2 separate regions of the Gossypium hirsutum genome follow, and region 2 is linked to region 1. The links are chromatin contacts, called in public Hi-C maps. All regions are on one chromosome and are shown on one strand. Each heading gives the region's core, a stretch centred on a gene start, on an enhancer-like site or on the middle of the called end of the contact. The rest is flanking DNA. Distances are from core to core; before and after follow the strand shown. Region 1 holds the start of LOC107954735 (RRP15-like protein). Region 2 overlaps LOC107954750 (indole-3-glycerol phosphate synthase, chloroplastic).

Evidence for each region. A called contact is a pair of places that touch in the nucleus more often than the background predicts.
Region 2: a contact with region 1 is called in a Hi-C map of leaf, with 2.4 times the contacts expected there. The contact joins the enhancer-like site here to the promoter of LOC107954735 in region 1. A contact is called at or near these places in 2 of 34 Hi-C or Micro-C datasets (both in leaf).

Annotation. Positions count from the first base shown.
Region 1 is chrD07:34,384,372-34,391,429 of Gossypium_hirsutum_v2.1, reverse strand. It overlaps LOC107954735 (RRP15-like protein), which reads left to right and starts at 3,004. Exons shown (of 8, transcript XM_016890385.2): 1 at 3,004-3,573; 2 at 3,680-3,781; 3 at 3,870-3,951; 4 at 4,055-4,074; 5 at 4,216-4,276; 6 at 4,817-4,887; 7 at 5,114-5,221; 8 at 5,353-5,664. The coding sequence starts at 3,190. The coding sequence ends at 5,415. LOC107954736 (zinc finger protein CONSTANS-LIKE 9) reads right to left here. Exons shown (of 6, transcript XM_016890386.2): 6 at 6,495-7,058.
Region 2 is chrD07:35,025,393-35,032,450 of Gossypium_hirsutum_v2.1, reverse strand. LOC107954750 (indole-3-glycerol phosphate synthase, chloroplastic) reads left to right here. Exons shown (of 10, transcript XM_016890406.2): 8 at 657-739; 9 at 854-922; 10 at 1,201-1,481. The coding sequence ends at 1,284. Among protein-coding and RNA genes, the nearest start is that of LOC107954750, 6.3 kb to the left of the region's middle. Within about 2 kb of position 3,335, at least 6 of the 9 cell types and tissues checked have an H3K27ac peak or open chromatin away from gene starts, as enhancers often do. A contact at or near this core is called in leaf, where this site is marked.

The DNA of each region.
Region 1 (7,058 bases), core at 1,755-4,254:
AATTATTGAATTCCAAGAAATCAAATCTCTATTAAGCATTTTCTCAAAGAGTCCCAAAGCCAAACTCATCCCATCTTTCAATTGCGTGTAACCACTAAGAATTCCAAGTTATCAAATTCTTATCCTCTAGTGGCATAACGTCAAACAACTCCCTTGTTAAATCAATCATCTCCCTTTTAATATACCCATCAATCATTGAATTATATGAAACAGAATCCCTCATAGACATTCTATCAAATAATTGATGTGCATATCCAATAAACCAACAACATAAATAATAAGAAATCAAACAATTTTGCAAAAAAAAAAAATCAAACCCAAAATTCAACTTTCTCGGCAAACCATGAACCCAATCGAGAGCAGGCTCTAAGCACCAAAGATAGTGAGAATTTATCAAAAGGAATCCCATTCTCAAGCATCAAACAAAGAATGATAAAAGCTTTTCGCACCTCACGTCCATGGGAATACAACTTTATTACAACATTCCAAAGAAAAAGGTCCTCGTCTAGTGTGGAGTAATTCTGTCACTGCCAAACAAGAAGAAGAAACTTGGGTTGAGTGAAGAAGAAAAAGAAGAAGAAGAAAAAATTTGGGTACCAATTTGGGACAAAAAAATCATAAATACTAATCTGAGAGAAGTGGACAAGTTTGCGTACTAATTTTATATTTAACCCTTTTCCAATAGTACCAAAGCCTCATTCTCAAGAGTTTATTAAATTTCATTTCAATGGTTAAAAAAAATTAGATTATATTTATTGATCTGACAAGATTCAAAAATATATTTATTTGGTATTTAGTCATATCTATGTTTGTATTATTATTAAATTATTGATTAAGTGCATGAATTAATTGAATATAGTTTTTTTAAAATAACAAATATTATTTATTTGTCGCATTTTTTCCTCCAATTTAAAAGTGGAGAAAGATTATGGGTAAAAGAATAAATTCAGAAAGTGGGAGTTGAATCTAAAATAAGGCCTCCAAAATATTAATTTTATCATTTGAACCAAAGTCTAATTAAATTTTTATATTTATTTTTCATACAACAATGATTTGAACTTAGGTTATTCTTTAGATAGATGAATAGTCAACTAGTAGGTCACAACTTGAAATTTATTTTTATATATTTCTTTATTTGTATAATGAGCGTATCATAATTTTAGTTTTTAATTAGACTTATATAATTTTTTTACTGAGTTTGAATTAAATTCACTAAATATAACTTTAAAATCATTTTTAAATTATTAGTATATATAATAAAAGTATTTCAGCCTTTTAATTAGTCACATAATATTTTTAAAAAATTATTTTAAATTTTTTTTATTTGTTAAAAATTATTATTCATTAAATTATATATTTCATATGTGTCATAATTCAATATATTTTAAATTCGATTATTTTATAAGTCAATACAACTAAAAATCATATGAACACGAATTAACATAAAATTGAATTAACAATCTAAGCCTCCAGAGACTATTTTCATTTTCATTTTTGTTTTCTAAAAATGTTTTTATAAAAGCAAAATTATGAAAGTAAGGGATTTGGCTAATACATAATTTGATATCTGGATTTATTTTTGATTCAATCTCGTACTTGTATTTGACAAAAATTATATATTTTGATACTAAAAAATGACTCTGTTAACTTTTTAGTGTTTAATCTAGGTTTTAGAGTCGAGTTAATGAAAATTCATAATTAGCTAATACTATTAATAATTAACTTTTATCAAATCAATTCTAAAACCTGAATTAAATCACATTCGTCAGATTATTTTTGATAAATTAAACGTAAAACTGAAAAAATCCACAATCAATGCTAAATTTATTCTATTAACAAAATCACGAAGAATTCAAACCTAATAATATTAACAATTAACTTTCAACCTTAAAAGTCGAATCAAAGAATAAAAAACTAGCACCACCACCTTTGAGTGCCAAAATATATAACTTTGTCAAATACAAGTACAAAATTGGACCAAAAAATAACATAAATACTACATTAAAAAAAGTTTCAAATTCAAATACCAAATGATATATTAAGCTTAAGGGTTTTTAACTTTAAAAGAACGGATCAAACCTATATAAATACAAAAATATTCTTTTTAACAACTTTTCAAATATTAAATTTGGTATCCTGATTCGAATTAATATAAATGTAAAAAAATGTTTTATTTCTCATGTTTTCATTATTAAAAACAAATTTTTTATTTATCGAATGTAATTTTAAATTTTAAAAAAATAAAAATAAATACCTCAACAATTTCGCTAGAATTTAAATGATTAACACTTTCATAACTATCCCCATATAGAAAACCTTAGTCTCGAGTCAAAAATGAAAGACATGATAATTTATTTGGTTCTCTATCTTTACAAAAAAACAATTATCTTTAACTCTTATTTTATTTTTCACCCTTTTTAGTTTTTGAATTTGTATTGTTTATCAAATCACCTCAAAATGGATGGAAGAGTTAATATTCATTAACTTTATTGTCATGGCATCCATGTAGCAGTCCATGTATATGCTATGTTAGCAATTAATTAAATTTTTTACTATAAAAAAAATAAGTTTTATATTATTTAATAATTTTTAATTTTTTTCAAATAAAAATAAATGATTAGTTGTTGATGTGGCATCCGTGTATATCACGTTAGTAAAGTTAACAAATGTTAATTTTTCTATTCATTTTAAAGAGATTTGACAAACAATGCAAGTTTAAAAACTAAAAGAGACGAAAAATTAAATGAATGCTAAAATGACTTTTTTTATAAAGTTGAATGGCGAAATAAGTCATTATGCCTAAACGAAATTAGCAAGATACCATGTCTTATTTGAAATATATTATAAAAATAAAATAATTTTGAAAATAAAAAGAATATATAGTAATTCTTTAATTCTAAAATTAAAAAGCTTACAAAAAAAATGAGGTTAAGGAAAAGCCCATAAAATAGCTGCAAATGAAAAAGGCCCATAAAATGGTGAATAAACCCAAAGCAAAGAAAAGCAGAAACCATGAAAAATGGTTAATAGACCCCTAAACCAAAGGAGAGAAAAGAACCCATACAAGAGCACATTGAAAAAAACCTCGTCTTCTCCGCTTTTGTTCTCTGTCTAACTAGGGTTTAGTAAGGGTTTTGATTGCAAATCTCTCTTCCTTTTGTTTGGGTATTTTGTGTGGAAAGGAAGAAGATGGTGATGGAGGAAGGCAGCACTGCAGTTGGGAAAAGGAAAAGAAATATGGGTAAAAAGAAAGGTAAGAAGCCTAAGAATAAGAAGCTTAAGATGTTAGAGGGCAAAGGGAAAAAGCTTAGATTAAGTAAGAAAATGAGGAATCTGTTTGAAAAACGTGCCCGTCAATATAATTCCGACGATGACGAGGAGGAGCGTGAGGAGGGGGAGGAAGCCCTCGGTGATACCCGGATCGGCCGCGGCGGTGATAATTCTTCTGAAGAAAATGATGGTTCAGAAGAAGTTGAAATTCAACCTGGGGTTATGAAGTTTACTGACGGTGTTAGAGCTTTCAGGTTGGCATTTAAGAACATTATAAAGAGGAATGTTGCTGATGATTCATTGGTAAAGCTAGTTTATCTACTTGGGTGTTTCTCATTTTACTATAAATAAATAAAAAAATTGTTTTCCTCCCCCCAAAGACTGATTTTTTTCTGAAATTTTCTCATAGGGTCCAGTATTATCAGGGCATAAGCAGCTTGTGGCAAAGAAGTTAGCTGAGGAGGAAGCTGAAAGGAAAGTTAAGGGAGAGGCTAAAAAAGAAAAACATTTGGTATTTTTCCTATAATAATTATACTTAAGGTTTTTACCATGACTTTTGCTGTTTATGCCATTTTATTCATGTGTTATTAATGTTACAGGTTGCAGAGAAGGGGCATTTCAAGCCTGCTAATTACTTGGATTCACATGAAAAGTTTCTCATTGGTATTGCTACAAAAGGAGGTAATATATATTTTTCTTCAAATGTATATATGATGTTTAGTTCATTGCAATTTCTTTCTCATACTAATTAAGTTTTGTTGTTTATGTTTTGTTGGGATTTCAGTGGTGAAGTTATTCAATGCTGTAAGTTGTTTTAGGGAAGCCTTACCCAATTTCTTTTTTACCATAAACATATTAGGATTTGATTTTGTCTTGATAGATATTAGGTTGATTTTTATTACGACCAAGTTGGGTGTGAACTTTGTTCTTTCATATATCATGTAGGTGAACAAAGCACAAAAGGCTCAGAAAGGACTGGACCCTTCAAGGTCTAAAGATGCAAAAGGTATGCTGATAATCTCTATGGCTATATAAGTTTAATACATCACTGGAAATTTGCAAGGTTATAACAATATGATCATCTCATTCGTATGTACGCAGTGATTTTCCTCACTAGGGCTGCAAGCCCGTTGTACATATGTATATGTATCTATGTATGCACAGTATTTCCACTTTTTTTCTCATCAAATGGTGAATACTCTGTGCTTTCAGCTTTGAAGCCAATAGCATAATCATTAGTTCTAGAGTGAAGAGTAAACACACATCTTTCTCTTATATTTGCCTTTCCAGTGCTATGCATGGCATAAAGTTACAAAGATGAATGGACCTTGTCATGATTGATTCAAATTTTCAAATATGTTATGCTTTTGAAACCCAATACTCATGAGACTGAAATTTTATCTAGGTCGTTTTCATTATTGTCATCTCTATTACTTATAGAGATTCCTCGTGAATGAATTTTTGACCAAACATTTTCTCTACATATTTAATGTAAATCCTCCTCCCGTTGCCGCCATCTGATTTTGTATTTTGTGCACCCTGCTAGTGATAAGGAGGCGAAGGAAGGAAGCCTTCTTTTCAGAACTAGGCAAGACATCACGCGACTCTTCCAGTAAGGTTGGTTACCTCTTAACTATTTTACAGGTTTTATTGCATTCTCCTATACCATTCCATTTATCCTCCTCTCTTTTTGGCAAGCACTTTTGGAGATTGTTGGTGATCTACTAAAACTTAGTGTATGTTTATTATCTTGTCTAAGGTAACTGCATAAAAAAATATGTTTATTATCTTGTCTGAGCTAACTTTTGCTCAAAATGTTTATTACGAGTTTTATGACATGCAGGGTAATACATCTTCTGATCCTAGGAACGAGGAAGAACCTGCTTGGGCACCATTGCGTGATAATTACATGCTAACAAATCCTAAGTTGAAGAACTGGGATAAAACAGCTGTAAGAATATTCAATTCTCTTGAATGTTGACTAGTCATGTCCCCCTCGTTCTTTCACAGAAACAGACATTAGATGCACATGTGTATTTAACCATAAGCAGAGAGACTGACAAAGTTGTGTGTGATTCACAGGAAGCAGGCATAGCTGATGATGCTGGAAGGATGTCTGAAGATAGTGGGTCAGATGATGATTAATTTCATCCGAATTTAAGAAGCTTAAAGGTTATCTCTTATAGTTCGGTCATAGATATAATGGTCTATTTATCATCTAACATTATAAATGAGTTAAAATCAGAGGCAAATGGTTCTATTTTGGCTGATGATGTGTTTGGATACTCCATTCTCCATTCCTATGATTTTGTCTGCAAGTCAGGCCTGTCCGCTGTATGAGATTTAAGACTACCTTTGAACTTCAAATTTCAAACCATCTCCCCTTTTCGCTTTGATGTGTATATCTGTAGATAGCACTCAGCTGAAAGCTCATCAAATATTCGAAATCCCAGCAGGCGTTGCCATATTTCAATGCTATATATATATTAACTTAACACGGAAGTACATAGAAAAATTCATAATTAATGCTACATGGCATTGGTAGAATCTGATGAAATCCTTGGTAGAATCGAAGGAGGCAAGAGCTATAACATCTCTGCCGAGGGTGAGCAAAATTTAATTTGAATTAATTAAATTGAATTATTTGAGTCCATTTGAATATGTAATTTAATTTTCTAAGTTTTGAGTTTGGTTGAATTTTACAATTTGAATTATTTGAATAATCTGAATAACTCAAATAATAGATTGATATAAATATTTTTTGGTCTCTCTACTAATTTTGAAAATGAGCAAATTAGCTTTTCAATAAAGTGTTTCTCAAAAATGCAAAATATCTATTAAAGTTCCAAAATTATATATAATTTTTAAACTTAAAAATAATCTAAAAAATATATAAAAAATGTTTAAAAATTAAAAAAAAATTTAAAGACAATAATTTTGAAGACTTAAACAAGTAAATTATAAATTTAAGTTTATCGTGCTAAAGTATACTTTTTTTTAAGAAACTAGTTATATTGTAACAAGATAATATTTTGACATGTTTAATTTTTTTAATTTAACTTTATTCAATAAATATTTAAATCAAGTTAGAATATTAAAATAAGACTCGTTAACTCGAAAAATTTTTCAGATTCAATATTAAACTAACCCATATTCTCCCCGTCAAATTGCAGCAGCATTGGTAACATTGTAAAGTGAATATTTTAAAACATACATATATAAAATATAAAAATAATCTCTGTTCGCATTCAGTTAGGGGGAACAAAAGAATGTAACGAATTTTTGCTTTTTTTCTACTTTGTACAGGTAACAAGATTTCATCCTAAGTGCAAAACAGTTAAATCCTATACTGTACATTCAAAGGATCTAAGCTATGCATTTATGAATAGGAAGCAAGAAGAACAAAATTACAGCTGCATGAAATTCAGCTGTGATTGGACATTTTAAGTTAGCATGTCATGGCGGCAGCAGCCGCCGCTGCTTTTATAGAAGCGCAGAGAACAGCTTAAGGTTAAAACTTGTTAGCATAAACCAACACTGGAACATAAAATAAGACTTGGGAGGATCAATTAGCATTCTCATTTTGTACTAAAAAGAACTGAGGTGAGCTTGCTTGTACGTTTTATCGCAGGTGCTGGAAACCCACAGCTTGGTTTGACAGCAAAGACAATCTGGGAAGATCTTGCCACCAGATGTCATGTGATCCATCGATCTTTCTACGGGGGACCATGCCACTGCGATTTATTCATGGCAATTTTTTTTCAGGTTTTTGCATCCAACTTCTGATA
Region 2 (7,058 bases), core at 2,086-4,585, 640 kb before region 1:
ATTATTTCCAATTGTTAAAATAAACGTGTGATAGAGTGAAAAGAGTTGCAGGGTTTTAACCCTTGCACCCACCAAATCTAGAAGGTGAAAAAGTAAATTCCAATAGAGAAGTTCTTGCTAACATCTTTGAAAAATTTTAAACTTGACCTGCCTTTGGATAATTCAAAAACAAGGCTATGATAACATGACCTAAATGTGGTTGTAGGATGTGATTTCATTAACCCCTGAATGATTTTTACTTTATAACAATACTAAGATGATATAACCTGTGTTATTGTACGAAGCATAAGGTTAACTTTTTGACATGTTAAATTTAATGTGTTTAAAATCTTTATATCTTTCAAGAAGGTTTAAATTTAATGTGTTTAAATTCTTGATTGCCTTTAGCCTTTCAGGTTTTGGTTTTCTCCCTACGTTTCTGCATTTTGTGTATATAACATTTTAATGCTTTAAGTATTAGGATTCAACAATTTTCATGTAAATCAACTTCTGAAATAGCTCAAAGTGTATCAATTACAATATTGTTAACAATTGAAGCATCTGTTGATCCCATAACAACAGTAACAAACCAGAGTCTATCAGAAACTAACATCTCTGCCATATCGACCGCAATCACAATTTGTGAGGCATTAAAAATTCATCCCTTTTTTTCCCAGAAACATTTGAGGTAGATATCAGTAACACAAAGAAGCTTCTTGAAGGAGAGCGTGGCCAGATGATTCGCAAGAAAGATATAATTGTAAGGGAGGCTTCAGAACATTCATTTATCTATGTATTGAAAGATAAAGTTAGTGCATGTCCATGCAAACATGTCATTAACTGTTCAAATAATCTTGTTAATTTTAACCATCAGGTTGTTGGAGAATCGGGGCTTTTTACTCCTGATGATGTTGCTTATGTCCAAGAAGCGGGTGTTAAAGCAGTAAGTTATGCAAGTTCTTTAGCATGTTGCATTCTTTGTTTGATATTAATCTTTTTTCCCTTCTGCTGCATATAGCTATGTTATAGAAGTGAAAGTATTTACATACAGAAAAATATTGACCAGTGCCAAGTGGCAATGGTTTAAGTTATATTTAAAGAAAGGTTTTTTTTTTCCCTTGAATTCAATAAAATGATCAAGTCTGTGACCTATGTGCTGCAAATTAGGTGAGAGATTTGAAGTTAAATTGTTATTGAAATCCATGAAATGCAATCTGGCAGGTTTTGGTTGGGGAGTCGATAGTGAAGCAAAGCGACCCTGGAAAAGGAATAAGTGGACTTTTTGGTAAAGACATTTCGTTATGAGTTCACACAGGGAAAAGTGGACTCTGGATGTGTGCTTCCGAGACTTCATTTACAATTACTACAGTGCAGTTAATCGATCAGAATCTTTCAGCATGTTGAATCCATATTTCCAAGTGGAGCATCTTTACATAATCTTTGTACCTTGATTATATAAATTATAATACTAATAGAATAAATTGCGGATGTGCATTTCTGTTCTTGTGTTTTTTAATCATTTACTTTTCCGTATCCTTCCCTATTATTATTTCTACTCTATTATTTTTATGTTTGCTAAATTAGTCATAACTAAAGACGCTAGTGGAGAGTCTGAATTCTAGAAACTTCAAATCCTCTTTCTTAACCAAATGGTTTAATATATTATTAATTCATATGATGTATATTGTTTTTGTCAAGTACCTTAGTTGATGTATAATTTTCTGTCACTATAGATACGTTTATGCCTATTAACTTTAGCATTCGTTTAAGAATATTTTTTTCTAGAAACGGGTTAAAGTTACGTCAATAAAGCTAATATTTATAGCTGACAGATGAATTTTTATGTTGCTACAGTTATTTTGTTACAGTGGTTTAAATATTTCTCAATATGAATTCTTGTCATCCTAAGTAACATTTTCATGTTTCTATAGTTACCTCGTCACTCAATAATGCATTAACAATAAACCATGACAATTTTGGTTTGAGGTAACATTCTCATCATTGTTAGGAACGTTTTAGGAGCAATAGAGTTTTTACAGGTTTAGTTATCATGTCACTATAAAAAGTATTTAGTAATGAGAGTTCACCATTTTTAGCAAGGTAGTTAGTATTTTATTGGTGGGCATACCTTTTTTGTCTTGGTATTGGTACGTATTTATATTAATATCGGCATGTTTCAATATACCGTTTTAAGTTTATTGACGTTTTTAAATATTTTTTCATATATACATTTTTCTAGTATAATTTTTAGTTTCTTGATATATTATATATACATTTAAAAGTTTCACATATATATTTATAGTTTTAGTTTTAGTTTCTTCATAAATAATATGTTTTTTGATAAAAAATAAATTATATATTATATATGCATGCAAATATATCTTAATTATATCCGTATAAATATATTTATATATAAATGTAAGTTTTAAAATTGTTAATTAAGTTGAATAATTCAATTTAATAACTTTTAATTTTAAATGTAATTATGGAGAAATTAAAATGGTTAAGATAAATTTTAAAATTAGTTTAAAATGTCAAATTTTTGTACCAATTGGTATGGGCCGGTATGTACCGATACAAAGTCGATATTAACTGAAACGGGTTGAAATACATCGCAATCGTCGAAACCCATTGAAATTTTGATTGAAATGGGATATAAACTACTTGGTACCAATTTAATATCGAAATGGTACGTACTGATCGATAACAACTACCATAAATTTTAGCGATGATTAGGTTTCTGTCACTGCCAAGAACTATAAGTTTTCAGACGCTAGGGACTTACTTATTAATGGATTAAATATTCGCCACTATAAAGGATATTACAACGGATAATTTTCTTGCTATAAATCTATAATGACTAGGATTCTATCATTGTAACAGGTTTTTGCAACGGTAAATATTTCATTACTCTAGTACTTACACTGACAAGTGCCATCATTTTAGCAGCAAGAACTTATGGCTATAGGTAAATTAGCAGTAAATAACGTCTTAAGCTGTGATGATAAAGTTGTCATGCAATCGTATTTTAGCAACGGGTACTGTGACAAGTTTGGCAGCTACATAAATTCTTAAAGGATGGGTAACTTTTCAACACTAAAGGGTTTTTAGATAGTTATATAGTTTATATTTATCATCGATATAAAAGAATCCGTTTAAATTTCTTTCAATGTCGAAAACTTTTATCTTTAATTAAAACTACCAACCCTTTAAGTGAAGACGGGTCAACGCATAAACACCACTGGGCTGCTCTTCTGTTTCAGGCCTAATTTTTTAAGAGGGTATAAATGACCAGGGTTTTGAAAAGGAAAACGGATTTGGGCTTGGCTGAGCCTAGTTTTATAGCTGGACCTCTAGACACACAAACGAGAGTGGGTGTTAGATCTACTAAGGTGGATTCTGGGCCCGTTGTTTTAAATGGGGTCATAGGGCTTTAAATTTTAAAATGTCTGAGTCAAAATTCAGCAGCTCACTATCCAATCGACAATTAATAACCCCACAGAATTTTCTTTTTTGCCGACTAAGGAAATTCCCAGCAGAGATACTGTTTTGTCTAAGCAAGGAGAATCCCATGACTTTGTGGAAAAAACAGGAGTAACGACTTTGAACTTGGATTGTCATTCGGTCATTAACTTTGTTGAAAATAGAAACCCCGATTGTTCCATCGGTAATAGGCTTCCTATTGTTTCTTCATAGACACAAGATGAACGTACTATTGTTTCGGCTGCGTTGAAAAGTAGAGATACCAAACGCTTAAGGAAAGGTTCCCATATCTTTCGGGGTAAAGGAAACAAATTTAAGGTCAGGGCTATTACTCGTGAATCGGTAGCTGAAGCGATGTCAAAGGTGGTTGAAAGAATAAGGTCTGAAAGTTTAATCATGGACTTAAATTATGTATAGGGGGTTTCGACGGATCCCAGTGAGGTGGCTACCTTGGATGTTTAAGGTGGGTCTGTTAGCTTGTTTTTTTATAACTATTATTGGATGTTACCAAGTATTTATGTTTGAAATTGTCAAGAGTGTGCGTCTCCTAAGTTTGTTCGAATTGTTAGAGAGTATTTTGTGGAGTTTGAGGTTGATATTGTTGCTTTTCTTGAAACAAGAGTTAGTGGTCCGAAGGCCGAAGGAATCATTTCAAAGATTGGTTTGGATTATTCCCATAGGATTAAAGCTCGAGGTTTTGCTGAGGGTTTGTGGATTTTTGGAAGAATAGTGTCCAAGTCCAGATTCTCCAAAATGACCCTCAGTTTGTTCAATGTCGATTGGGTAAGAAATAGGGTTCAAAATATTCTGGTGACGTTTGTTTATGGTTTTCTGGATAAACAGAAACATAAGGTCTTGTGGGATTGGTTGGATCTTGTTGCCCGTTCCGTCAATGAGCCTTGGGTTTTGATGGGGGATTTCAATTCCCTACTTTCTTTGGATGAAAAGAGAGAGGGTAGACATATTTTTTTTGGTTGTAAGTTATTTCGAAATTTTATTCTTAATAATGGTTTAAGGATCTTGGTTTCAAAGGTCTACAATTTACTTGGAGAAGAGGGGTTATTTTCGAAAAACTTGACTGAGCAATTGGGAATAGTGAGCGGTGTTGATCTTTCTCTAACGCGACTGCTTTTCATCTCTCTTGTCTCAAATCTGATCATGGGCCAATCCTGTTATCCATCCACTCTTCTAGTCACACTTATCACTAGGCCTTTTTTCCTTTTAGCTTCTTGGGTATCTCATCCGGATTTTTCACAATTTGTCTGTGATAATTGGGGAATGGGTCGGATTTATCTGTAATCTTATTTCTCTCAATAATGATCTTAAAAGATGGAATTATGAGGTTTATGGTCACATTATTCAAAGAAAACGGTCAAGCACTCATCGTATGGGAAGGATTCAGGTTACTTTGGATTGCAAAAGGGCTAGCTTTCTTCCAAATCTTGAGACCAACATGCGAATTGAATATGAGAAAGTTCTTGGTGAGGAAGAATTATTTTGGAAGCAAAAGTTGAGATTGGACTGGATTCAATTTGGGGATCGTAACACGAAGTTCTTCCATAACAAAGCTCTCATAAGGTAAATTTTAATAAAATTTTTTCTTTGACAATTGGCAATAGTTGGTGCTATGATAATAAGGCTCTCAATGAAGAGGCAGTTCATTTTTTCTTTTCTCTCAACTCTTTGGATGATTCACCTTGTGATCCGTTTCCCTTACATGGTTATTTTTTGAAATTTGATTCTAGCAATTGGGATTATTTATCTTTGAAAATTATTGATGAGGAAGTTCGGAATGTGTTGTTTAGTATGGATCTCTTAAAGCATTGGGTCCAGATGGTCTTCATGCATTTTTTTATCAAGGTCAATGGGACACGGTTGGTTTGGATGTGTGTTCTTGGGTTCGTGGTATTTCTTTTGGATAGCCTTTTAATTATTCTATCAATAAGACGCTCTTGGTTCTTATTCCCAAGATTACAAGCCATGAATGTCTATCGCAATATCGTCCTCTAAGCTTCTTTAACATTTTTTACAAGATTGTTACCAAAATTATTATAAACCGTTTCAAGCCAATTCTCCATTCCCTTATCACTCAAAATCAAGTTAGTTTTGTGGCAGGGAGGCAAATCACAAATAACATTATAATTGCTCAAGAGATTGTGCACTCGTTGCGTACCGAAAAAAAGAAGAAGAAGTCATGGATGACTATCAAAGTGGATTTAGTCAAAACATATGATAGACTCCGTTAGGACTTTATTGAGGAGACTTTATTGGATGTTGGTTTTCCTTCGAACTTGGTTAATGTCATCATGGAATGTATCACATTGGTCTCCATGCAGATTGTGTGGAATGGAAGGTTTTCTAATGAGTTTGTTCCTAAAAAGGGAATTAGGCAAGGCTGTACATTGTCTCCTTACATTGTTGTTCTTTGAATGGAGAGATTAGGTTTGTTAATTCACAAAAATGTTGAGGATAAGAACCCAAAACCAATTGTTTTAGGGAAGGATGGACCGTCCATCTCACACTTTTTCTTTGTAAATGATCTCTTCTTGTTCGCTGAAGTTGATGTTGATTAGATGCATAGAATTAAGGATGCTCTTAATTATTTTGGAGTGGCTTCAGGACATTGAGTTAATGGGCTGAAAACTACGGTGTTTTTTTTAAATATTACGTTATCAATGCTATTGCCATTTATAGAATTCTTGGTTTTCGCCACTTAGATGATTTGGGAACGTATCTAAGATTGCCTTTGTTTCACAAGTGAGTCACAAAGAATACCTTTAACTTTATTGTCGATAAAGTTAGGTGGAAGTTCGATAGTTGGAATGCTAGTATGCTTTTAATGGCTGGGCGGGTCACTTTTGTTCGGGTTGTTCTGTTGTCGATACCTAATTATTTCATGCAAACTGTGAAGATCCCTCATGGTATTTGTGCAAAAATTGAGAAAATTGTCAGGAGTTTTATCTGGGGGAAAATAGATCCTAGAAAGAAGATGTCTTGGGTTAATTGGGAAGATTGTTGCCGACCCTTGTCTAATAGGGGCCTTGGGATACGATGCCTTAAAGAACAAAATGATTCTTTTATGCTTAAGCTGGGTTTTAATCTCCTTACTAGTAAGGAAGCTTTATAGGTTAGAGTCCTCCGGTCCAAATACAAGATTACTGAGGTAAATCTAGACGACATCTATCGTAGTAAATGTTCTTTCATCTGGAGTTCGCTTTCAAAGGTTTGGCCTCTGCTACGCCAAAGGCCACTTTGGTCTGTTGGTGATGGGAATCTTGTGAAATTTTTGATTGATAATTAGATAGTGGATGTGGGTCCTGTTATTAATTTTTTTGTTCTCGTCCTTTATTGATGTTTCTATCACCTTGAGTGAGGTTGTTACTACAAATGGAAATTGGAACTAGGATTATTTATGTTGCTTTTTCGACAGTGATACTCTCTCTTATATTGTGGGAATCTCGACTCTGAATTCTCTGGTTGGACAGGATGCTCTTATCTCGAAATGGTCTCGAAATGGTGTTTACACATTCAAATTCGCTTATAGTATGCTTTTGAAAAATTCTCTTAACCCTCCGGATGACAAATGGAAGCTTGTT